Regions from separate parts of the Mus musculus genome. Here region 1 is linked to region 2. Evidence: chromatin contacts called from public HiChIP or PLAC-seq data. All regions are on one chromosome and are shown on one strand. Each heading gives the region's core, a stretch centred on a gene start, on an enhancer-like site or on the middle of the called end of the contact. The rest is flanking DNA. Distances are from core to core; before and after follow the strand shown.

What was found. HiChIP or PLAC-seq counts read pairs in DNA pulled down with a chosen protein or histone mark.
Region 1: an H3K4me3 HiChIP or PLAC-seq map of neural progenitor cells shows a contact between it and region 2, with 58 read pairs. The contact joins the promoter of Rad52 here to the enhancer-like site in region 2. A contact is called at or near these places in 2 of 39 promoter capture datasets (hematopoietic stem and progenitor cells and macrophages), 2 of 15 datasets of contacts at CTCF or cohesin (CD8 T cells and the NIH/3T3 cell line), 43 of 484 Hi-C or Micro-C datasets (the BV-2 cell line, the C2C12 cell line, the C3H10T1/2 cell line and 29 more), 11 of 115 datasets of contacts at active chromatin or transcription factors (the HPC-7 cell line, bone marrow-derived macrophages, embryonic midbrain and 4 more) and 4 of 9 other capture datasets (adipose tissue, embryonic stem cells, liver and 1 more).

What each region holds. Positions count from the first base shown.
Region 1 is chr6:119,900,954-119,906,486 of GRCm38.p6, reverse strand. It overlaps Rad52 (RAD52 homolog, DNA repair protein), which reads right to left and starts at 3,789. Exons shown (of 12, transcript NM_001166381.1): 1 at 3,652-3,789.
Region 2 is chr6:119,863,533-119,868,922 of GRCm38.p6, reverse strand. No RefSeq gene overlaps it. Among named protein-coding and RNA genes, the nearest start is that of 3110021A11Rik, 18 kb to the right of the region's middle. Within about 2 kb of position 4,067, at least 66 of the 459 cell types and tissues checked have an H3K27ac peak or open chromatin away from gene starts, as enhancers often do. A contact at or near this core is called in the C3H10T1/2 cell line, brain, cerebellar granule neurons and 6 more, where this site is marked.

The DNA.
Region 1 (5,533 bases), core at 2,540-5,039, 38 kb before region 2:
ATCTTGAGGCAAGGAAGACTAAAATCATACTTACTCCCCAGCAGGCCGTGTTTAACAGTGATGATTCACACCAGCACAGAGAGGAGTGAGAAAAGGATCAACTAGGACAATGGAAAGAAAGGGTGAGGCATGGGTATGTATCACAGGGAAAGAAAAAGACCTGGGCCAGCAAGATAGCTCAGAAGGTAAGGGTACTTGCCACCAAGTCAGAGTTCAATCCTGGGGACCCATGGTGGAATAAAGAGAGGCTTCTGCACACTGTCCTCTGACCCCCACATACCACCCAAGCGAGTCCCACAGAAAATAATTAAAAGCTATTTTAAAAAAATTCCATGCTAGACTTTTTGCTACTGAATCACGGAAGTGGTTATGCCACCAACTCCCATTATTCATGGCAGATATGTGAAGACCCAGCCTGCCTCCATCTTGGGCTTTAAAGCCATCTTATTGTAAAGACAAACTAGCCTCATTCCTGTTCATGATTAAACCTGTTTCTCAAGGACTGGGCTATGTCCCACCTACAACCTTAACTACAAATGGTTCTGTAAGCCTGTTCCAGGAATGGTAATCATGTCTTTGTTTCAAAAAGTTAATAACTATCTTGCAACCCACCATTGTTGCAAAGGGGTCGCTATGGATACCAGTTATTAGGACTACCTTGTTATGCCCACCTTGCAACCATGTCTTTGTTTCAGGAGGTCTTTAGAACTACTTGTTATGCTTTGTTCTGCACCTGTAACTCTGCCTATTTTGCCTGCCAATCCCCACACTTGGAAACCTCCTACCCTTGAGCTATGAAAGTCTTAGCTTCCTCATATCCAATGCTGATCTCTCCAACCGTGCCGTAAGTGGAGGCAGCCAATGTACACAAATAGAAAAGGCTTATTTTCACTAACTGCTTGCTTTAATTAACTTGCCCATGATGATGTGAGTCAACGGTCCTTCTCCTCCCATCTTTGGGATTAACATACGGGACATTTGTTTGTTCTAGTTGGGGTCTCATTCAGACTGCCCTAGAACTCACTGTGTACCCACTCCCTGCCTTCTCAGTCCAGATCAGATATTGTCCAGTGTTCTATCAGAATAAACCAAAACTGCACAGAAGGAAGGCCTTGTCCAGAAAGAGGCCAGCCCACAGCCTTCTGGTGGCAGGTGGCAGGAACTCCTTTCCCTTCCCAGGTGACTTTGGTCGGTGTATCTCACATTTGAGGTTGTTCCTGTGGGGGAGTGCTGGGGTGGGACATGGATGGCAATCTTGCTTCATATTCAAATTGCTATCACCACAAACCCTGTCTACATACATGAGAAATGAAGTCGGCTCCGTTCTGTACTTAGATTTTGAAAATAATGAACATATCTTGTCTGTTTGGTCTTATAATTTCATCAAAGCATCCATCTATATTTTAGGTGAAACTGTCACCCAGAGCTGGTCAAGGCGGCCCATGACTTTAATTCCAGCACTTGGGAGGCAGAGGCAGAGGCAAGCAGATCTCTCAGTTCTGGGACAGCCAAAGCTACAAAAAAAAAAAAAAAAAAAAGAATGCAAGCCTGGCCTGATGGTACTCACCGTTAACCAGCACTTGGAGGCAGCCTGATCCAGTGCGAGAGAGGCCCTGTCTCTCACCAATTAATGAAAAAGTAGGGAAAGAGGAAAGGAAGCTGCCAAAGCACCCTTAATTGTAGACAGCATGCTCTGTACACGAGACCCAAAGACTCCATCAGGAAAGTCTCAGAGCTGACAGTCACTTTAATCAAGTACCAGAAGGCAAAATTAATTCACAAAAACCATTAGGCTCTGTGCAGACCAATGACAAACACAGTTGTATTCACAATTACAACTATAAACAAACGACCATGGAATAAACCCAGCCAAAGAGGTGACTTTCGGGGGTAGGGGGGTCTCTCTGTGTAGCCCTGGCTGTTCTGGAACTTACTCTGTCGACCAGGTTGGTCTCGAGCTCACGGAAATCCACCTGCCTCAGTCTCCTGAGTGCTGGGATTAAGGGTATGTACCACCACACCCAGCTAACATTGTTTTAAAAACTGTTTATGTGCATTGGTGTTTGTCTGCATATATGTGAGGGTGCTGGGTCCTCTGCAATGGAAGTTATAGACATGTGGGTGCTGGAAATTGAACTCAGGTCCTCTGAAAGAAGAGCCACTACTCCTAGCCACTGAGCCATTTCTCCAGCCTGCATTTTTTTTTAAAGATTAGAAATTTTGATTCTTTAAAAAAAAAAAAAAAAAAAAAAAAAAAACAGCCAGGTGATGGTGGCACACGCCTTTGATCCCAGCACTTGGGAGGCAGAGGCAGGCGGATTTCTGAGTTCAAGGCCAGCCTAGTCTGCAAAGTGAGTTCCAGGACAGCCAGGTCTACACAGAGAAACCCTGTCTTGAAAAAACCAAAAAAAAAAAAAAAAAAAAATTAATGTTTGTATTATATAAGTATGTGTGTTTTGCCTGCATGCTTATCTGTGCACCACAAGTACTGAAGAAGGTATCCCTTATAACTAGAGATATAGACAGTTGTAAGCCACCATGTGAGTGGTGGGAATTGAACCCAGGTCCTTGGGAAGAGCAGCAGCCAGTTTTTTAAATAAAATATAATTCACATCATTTCCTCTCTCTCTCCTCCAATCCCTCATATCCCTCTCTCAACTTCATAGCCTTTTTCTGTTTTGTTTTACACAGACAACAGAGACATACATATATGAATAAATAAATATAACCCCTAAGTCTGTTTAATGTAGCATGTACATGTACAATTTTAGGGCTGATCACTTGGTACTGGGTAATCCATTAGGGGGTTCATCTCTGGGAAAGCCATTCTCCCTTTCTGACAGTCATTAATTGCGTATAGCTCTTCATCTAAGGGCGGGGCCCTTTAAGACCCCTCCCCCAATCCAAGTTGGCATGTCAACTGGTGCTGTTAATTGTCCAGGTCTTATTAAAGAAGCAATATTGAGATGGCCATGTAGGGGAATCAGCCTAGATGACCATCAACTTAATCAACTGATGGATAATTCAAACGAGATACAAACATCGGAACTTTATTCTGCGGAACAGATCCCACCGAAACCCACACAAAGTACTGTATTTCATACAAGTGAAACAGGTTCACTGACAAAGCAGACGGGGGTCCTAGGATGACGGGAAAAGTGAGAGGGAGAGCTAACTGTGGCTTCTGGATTTATTTAGGAGTGATGAAAATGTTATGGAATTCGATGTTGCTAGGGGTTACACAACCCCCAAGCATATGAGTAACCAGAGAACTGTACACCCCCGAGGAGTGAATTTAACCGTACTAATGCACGCTTCGTTTTTCAAAGTCCAGAAAGGCTACCCTGAATGTCAAACTCCTCAAGTCCACAGTTTCTTCTCAGCCCCACCGACTCCCTCCGACTTCACCCTGTCCTAGACAGTCCTGTTAACAGTCAGCGCGCGTGTCGCACGGTGCTCCCGAGCACGCGGTCAGCAACCCCGGACCAGGCGCCTCCCTCCAGATCCAGCGCAACCGTGGGGGCTTCAGGGCTCGGCCTCCCCGGTGGAGACGCCCCCGTGCCGGGCGTGTCCAGCAGCCGCCCGAATCCGAAAGGCCCCACGCTCCCCGACCCCGCTAGAACCACCCCGGCGAGGACCGTCCTCACTCACGCGCTTCGGAACGCGGTGCACGCAGGAGCTCGGTCCGGGTGCCTGCCGGGAAGCCGGAGAGGGCCTCGCAGAAGGAATGGAGACTCTGCAAGCTCAGAGTCCTCGCCCAAAGAAAAACAGAAGGAAAGGCCGTAAGTCAAGTCAGAAGGCGCCGAGAGCCGCAAAGCAGGCTGTCGCAAATCAAGTCGCGAACTGGAAGCGGCGGAGGACTCAGCATCCTGAGCGCTCTTGGGCTGTTATCTCACCGCCCGCGGCGATCAGCCTTCCCGCAGCCGCAGCAAGCCGCTTCGGTTTCCGTAGGCGCCCTGCGAGGGTCCCTGGTGTGACCCGGCTGGGTGACGCCCGGAGCCAACCTCTCCTCGGTGTGCTTTTAAACTCTGAGACCCTGGCAGCCAGTGGGATTTCCCCTGAAATTCAACCGGAACTAACTGGATGACAGTTACACTTTAGGCATCACTCCAAGTTAAACACAGACTGATCTCAGTTTATGATGTTTTCTGCTTTACAACAGATCTACGTCTCCAATGTGTAGTTTATATACTGAGAACTTTTTGTTTTTAATGGTCAGGCCTTCAGATTGTTGCAATTTAACCAATTCATTATATGGCCACTATATCCAGGATCTTTCGTGTTTTCCTAGATGGTTGACTTAACTAATCTTCCCAGAAACACGGAGTCAGATGCAGTTAATAAATAAATCGAAAGTCCTTTAGCACATTGTAGGGTCCATACTGACAAGACCAAGATAACAGGACAATGACACTAGCTACAAGAGAAACTCAGAATTCTGTTTCTGGAATTAGCTGGTCACTCAACTTGCCCATTACTTGCACAAAAAGGAAAGACTCTTTCTCAGGGCAGTGGTGGCCACATCTTTAATCCCAGCACCCAGGAGACAGGGGCAGGCAGATGTCTTGAGTTCGAGGATGCTACACAGAGAAACTCTGTCTCGAAGAAAAGAAAAACATCATTTGAAACTGTGCTACTGGCCGATGCAAGAGTACCAAATTTCCATTCTGGTGGCACAGACCTGTAACTCAAACTACTGGGGAAGCTGAGATAGGAGAATCCCAAAATCAAGGACAGCCTGGGCTTAAAACCTGTCTAGGTAAAAAGAGGGTTGGCATTATAGCTTAGTAGTAGGACTCTTGCCTGGCATGTAGGAAGTAATGGACTCAATCCCAACGACAGGGGAGGAGAACCTGAACATCTACGGCTACAGAGATCGCTCCACAGTTTAAGAGCACGTACTATTTCAGAGAACCTGAGTTAGGTTCCCCACATCCAAATTAGGGGACTCACAACTACCTGTAACTACAGTTCAAGGGGACCCAGTGCTCTCTTCTGGCCTCTGAAGGCACCGTAAACATACGACACTCATTTGCCCAGACACACAAAACATGTATACATATAAATAAAAACAAATCTTTTTTAAAAAAATAGACTATTAATCTGTTATCCGTGCGCCTCAGAACGTGGTGCTTGCAGGAGCTTGGCCCCGGGTGCCTGCAGGAGCTTGGCCCCGGGTGCCTGCAGGGAAGCCGAAGTGGGCCTCGCAGAAGAGATGGAGACTCTGCAAGCTCAGGGGACGCAGGGAAGAGGGCCATCAGGTTTGTACTGAGCCATGTGGCTGAACCCCTTTCCTTTTATAATTACTTATGTTAAACATCTTTTTATATTTTGGATATCATATAGCCGCCCAAATCCAAAGGGCCTCATGCTCCGAGACCCCACTGAGACCACAATGAAGACGCAGCACAAGATGGCGCACACCTTTAATTTCAGCACTCAGAGGGCAGACACAAATGAAAATCAACTTGGTCTACATAAGGAGTTGCAAGACAGCCAGTGCTACACTATAGAGAAACTCTGTCTCAACAAA
Region 2 (5,390 bases), core at 2,818-5,317:
TTTGCAGATCCTCGGTAGTACATTTAACAAATATAATTGAGGCCTTTGGTTTGATCACCAACACCACCAGAAACTAAACTTCTCCACTGGGGTCCCTGTGCTCAGTCCAATGGTTGGCTGCAAGCATCTGCATCCATATTGGTTAGGCTCTAGCAGAGCCTCTCAGGAGACATTCATATCAGGCTCCTGTCAGCAAGCATTTCTTGGCACCAGCAATAGTGTCTGGTGGCTGCATATAGGATGGATCCTCAGGTGGGGCAGTCTCTGGACAGCCTTTCCTTCAGTATCTGTTCCACTCTTTGTCCCTGTATTTCCTTTAGACAGGAGCAATTCTGGGTTAAATTTTTGAGAAGGATGGGTTGCCCCATCCCTCAACCAGGGCCAGTGCCTAACCTCTGGATATGGTTTCTACAGGTCCTCTCTCTCCTTTGTTGGGTATTTCAGCTAATGTCACCCTCGTTGGGTCCTGGGAGACTCTTGCTTTCCTGGTATCTGGGACTTTCTGTTGGCTACCCCCAATTCCCTATCCCCCACTGCTACATAGCTCTGTTCAATTTCCTGACCCTCTGTACATCTCCCCCGTCTCCTCCCACACCTGATCCTGTCCCCACTTTTTTCCTCTCTCCCTCCTCTCTTCCTCCCAAGTCCTTCCCACCCTCTGGCTCCTGTGATTATTTTGTTCCCCCTTCTAAGTAGGACTGAGGCATCCACACTTTGGTCTTCCTTCTTCTTGACTTTCATATGGTCTGTAAGTTGAATCATGGGTATTCCGAGCTTTTTCCCTAATATTCACTTATCAGTGAGTGCATACCATGTGTGTTCTTTTGTAACTGTGTTACCTCACTCAGGATGATATTTTCTAGTTCCATCCATTTGCCTGCAATTTCATGAACTCATTGTTTTTAATAGCTGAGTAGTATTCCATTGTGTAAATGTATCACATTTTCTGTATCCATTCTTCTATTGAGGGACAACTGTGTTGTTTTCAGCTTCTGGCTATTATAAAATAAGGCTGCTATGAACATAGTGGAACATGTGTCCTTATTACATGTTGGGGTATCTTCTGGGTATATGCCCAGGAGTCGTATAGTTGGGTCCTCAGGTAGTACTATGTCCAATTTTCTGAGGAAACACCAGACTGGTTTCCAGAGTGGTTGTACCAGCTTACAATCCCACCAACAATGGAAGAGTGTTCCTCTTTCTCCACATCCTCTCCAGCATCTGCTGTCACCTGAGTTTTTTATCTGGTGTGAGATAGAATCTCAGGGTCATTTTGATTTGCATTTCCCTGATGACTAAGGATGTTGAACATTGCTTTAAGTGCTTCTCAGTCATGCGAGATTCCTCAGTTGAGAATTCTGTTTAGCTCTGTACCCCATTTTCAATAGGGTTATTTGGTTCTCTGGAGTCTAATTTCTTGAGTTCTTTGTACATTTTGGATATTAGCCCTCTCTTGGATGTAAGGTTGGTAAAGATCTTCTCCCAATCTGTGAGTTGCCGTTTTGTCTATTGACAGTGTCCTTTGCCTCACAGAAGTTTTGCAATTTTATGAGGTCCCATTTGTCGATTGTTGATCTTAGGGCATAAGCCATTGGTGTTCTGTTCAGGAAAATTTTCCCTGTGCCAATGTGTTCAAGGCTCTTTCCCACTTTCTCTTCTATTAGATTCAGAGTATCTGGTTTTATGTGGAGATCCTTGGTCCACTTGGACTTGAGCTTTGTACAAGGAGATAAGAATGAATTGATTTGGGGGCTGGTGAGATGGCTCAGCAGGTAAGAGCATTGACTGCTCTTCTGAAGGTCCTGAGCTCAAATTCCAGAAACCACATGGTGGCTCACAACCACCTATAATGAGATCTGACACCTCTTCTGGTGCATCTGAAGACAGCTACAGTGTACTAATGTATAATAAATAAATCTTTGGGTTGGAGCAAGCAGGGACTGAGCGAGCAGAGTTGACCAGAGTGAGCTAGGCCAACTGGAGCAAGTGGGATTGACCAGAGTGAGCAGTGGTCCTAATATTTAATTCCCAACAACCGCATGAAGACTCACAACAATCTGTACAGCTACAGTGTACTCACGTACATAAAATAAATAAACAAATCTTTAAACAAATAAAAATAAATCTTAAAAAAAATGGATTGATTTGCATTCTTCTACAGGCCAACTTCCACTTAAGCCAGCACCATTTGTTGAATATGCTGTCTTTTTTTCACTGGATGGTTTTAGCTTCTTTGTCAAAGATCAAGTGACCACAGGTGTGTGGGTTCATTTCTGGGTCTTTAGTTTTATTCCATTTATCTACCTGCCTGTCATTGTACCAATACCGTGCAGTATTTTTTTTTTATCACTCTTGCTCTGTAGAACAGCTTGAGGTCAAGCACGGTGATTCTCCCAGAAGTTCTCTTATTGTTGAGAATAGTTTTGCTATCTTGGGTTTTTTGTTGTTCCAAATGAATTTGAGAATTGCTCTTTCTATCTCTATGAAGAAATGAATTGGAATTTTGATGGGGATTGCATTGCATCTGTAGATTGCTTTTGGTAAGATGGCCATTTTTACTATGTTAATTCTGCCAATTCATCTTCTGAGATCTTCTTCAATGACTGTGACGTTTAATTCCAACGTTCAAGAGGCAGAGGTAGACTACTAGAGGTGCAGGGCCAATTTAGGCTAGCTACAAGAGTTCCAGGCTAGCCAGAACTACAGAGTAAAACACTATCTCAAAATATGGGGGCTGGAGAAATGGCTCAGTGGTTAAGAGGGCATCCTGCTTTTACAGAGGACTTGAGTTCAGTACCCAGCACACATAACAGGTAGCTACTAATAGCCTGTAAATCTAATACCAGGGGAATCTGACTCCTTGGGTACCTGTACACACACACACACACACACACACACACACACACACACACACACCCTCTTCCTGCATGTGCATATACACAATAAAAATAGATCTTTAAAAACAAAAACAAAATTAGAATTTTTCCAGGCATAATGGTATTGTGGTAGAATTGTTTGTGCTTGGGAGTTTGAAAGCAGCCTAACCAACACATGCCATCCTCTCTATGCATGTGTATGCATGTTAGTGTAGAAGACTATGCAGGTGTACATGTGGGTGGGTGCCTGTGGCAGTCAAGAGGACAACCTTGGGTATCCTTCTCAGGAATACTGTCCACATTTGTTGAGGAAGGGGCTCTCATTGGCCTAGAGTTCATCAATTAGGCTAGATTGACTAACCATTGACTAACCAAGGGACCCTCCTTGGCTCTGCCTCCTGTATTGGAATTGGAATTACACAAGAGTGCCATAACACTTGACATTTAGATGGATTTGGGGGATCAAATTCAGGTAGGTCCTTGTGGTTTTAAGGCAAGCACTTTGTCAACTGAGCTAGTCCCACCCCAAAGATCATGTCTTTTTTAAAGAAAAAAAGGTACTGGGGCTGGAAAGATGGCTCAGAACTATTTTTCTTTGAGAGGACTTTAGATCAATTTTCAGCACTCACAACAACTGTCTTACTACTATTGCTTCTACTCCAGCTCCAGGGGATCTCATGCCCTCTTCTGGATGCCGCAGTTACCTACACTCATGTGCACATATCCACACATATATGTATATATTTAGTATATATACTAAAAATTTTAAATCAATAAAAAATATCTACCAAGCCGGGCAGTGGTGGTGCATGCCTTTAATCCTAGCACTTGGGAAGCAAAGGCAGGCAGATTTCTGAGTTCGAGGCCAACCTGGTCTACAGAATGAGTTCCAGGACAGCCAGGGCTACACAGAGAAACCCTGTCTTGAAAACACAAACAACAACAACAACAACAAGAAAATCTACCAAAAAGTATTATCTTGGTAAAATGAGTTTTGTGCTTATTAATTTGCTCCTTTGTTAGGAACACGTCATCATTTATGTTGCTCATGAATCTTGCTTCACCTCTCACTCTGTGGATTAGTCAGGATAGCAGGCTGGAGGCTGCAAGATCTGGTTTTCAAGCCAGTGCACTCCATGACTGGCAAGGAAGTGCTGGCTCCTGGCCCAGAGTGCATCTGAGTTCCGGGCTCAGTCCATGTTCCTCTCCGCATGGGCTTTTTCACCAGCTGCCTGGAGTTTTTCCTGGCATATGACTGGGCACTGAGAGCCAGCATTCCAAAAAAGCAGAAAGCTGCACTGCCTCCGATTATCTAGCCTCCAAAGAAAACGCAGTCTTCCCTCTCAAAGACAGAGTATCAGAGTATCAATGTAAGGACTCGTGGAATGGGGGACAGTAGCGCCTCATTTTGTGAAGTTACCTACCACAGAATACTAACACATCGTGCCAGGCAATGAAGTGGCTTCTAGATCTCCGAGCTTCACATGCAAGCCGGGCTGAACTGGAAGGATCTGGGTGGCACAGGATGGATGTAGTGATTCAGAGGTCTTGTGCAGAGAATGGAGCTGGGTGGGGTGCTTCAGTGGCAGGAAGGCTTCAGGAGGTGGGAAGCATTTTCTTTAAGCATCACCATGGTAGTTATTAGTAATTTGGCTAGGTTTCAAGACTAGTTACTTTGTCTCATTGTTGAGGGTGGGTCGGTAGATAGGGTATTTTTACTGCCGTGTTTCCTGCCCTTGTCTACTGCATGATAGCAGTGGTACAGCTTGCCAGGTGGGTGCAGGGAACTGAATCTGGGTCCTCTGGAAGAGCAACAAGTGCTCTTAACTGCTGGGCCACCTCTTTAGCCCCGTACCCTACTGCATTTAAATGTATGATTTTCAGGCTAAGGGTGTAGCTTAGTGGTAGATCACTTGCTGATATGAGCCATGAGTTTGATTCTCAGCACCTCAAAAAAAGTTTAATTTTATCCATTTAACGTATTTTAAGAGGCGGGGATGTAGAGTGCTGGCCTAGAATGCACAGAGCCCTGGGTTCTAGCCCCAGCACCAGGACACGGAAGAAGAAGGATCAGAATTGTAAGTCAGCTTAGGTTACTAAGGGAATCTGAGGCTGCTTCAGCTACGTGAGAGATTGTCTCAAACAAACAGCAACAACAACAGAAAACCCTAAAACCAAGCACATCACCTATCTCTCAGATTACTACGCCTTCTCTTGAATTAGCTTTGGTCTAAGAATACACCTATGGTAGTGGAGAGATGGCTCAGTGGCTTGGAGCCCTGGCTGTTCTTTCAGAGGGTCTGATGCCCTCTTAGCCTTCCCAGGCACCAGACAGAAAAGTAGTGTACCATATACTCAACCAGACAAAACTCTCATACACATCTTTTTTTTTTTTCTCTTTTTAAACAAAATCTGTGGCTGTATGTGCATGCTTGTAATCCTGGCTCTTTGTAGATTGAGTTCATGGCTAGAGTTAGCTCCATGGAGTCATGCTTCAAACAAACCCAAAGAAGA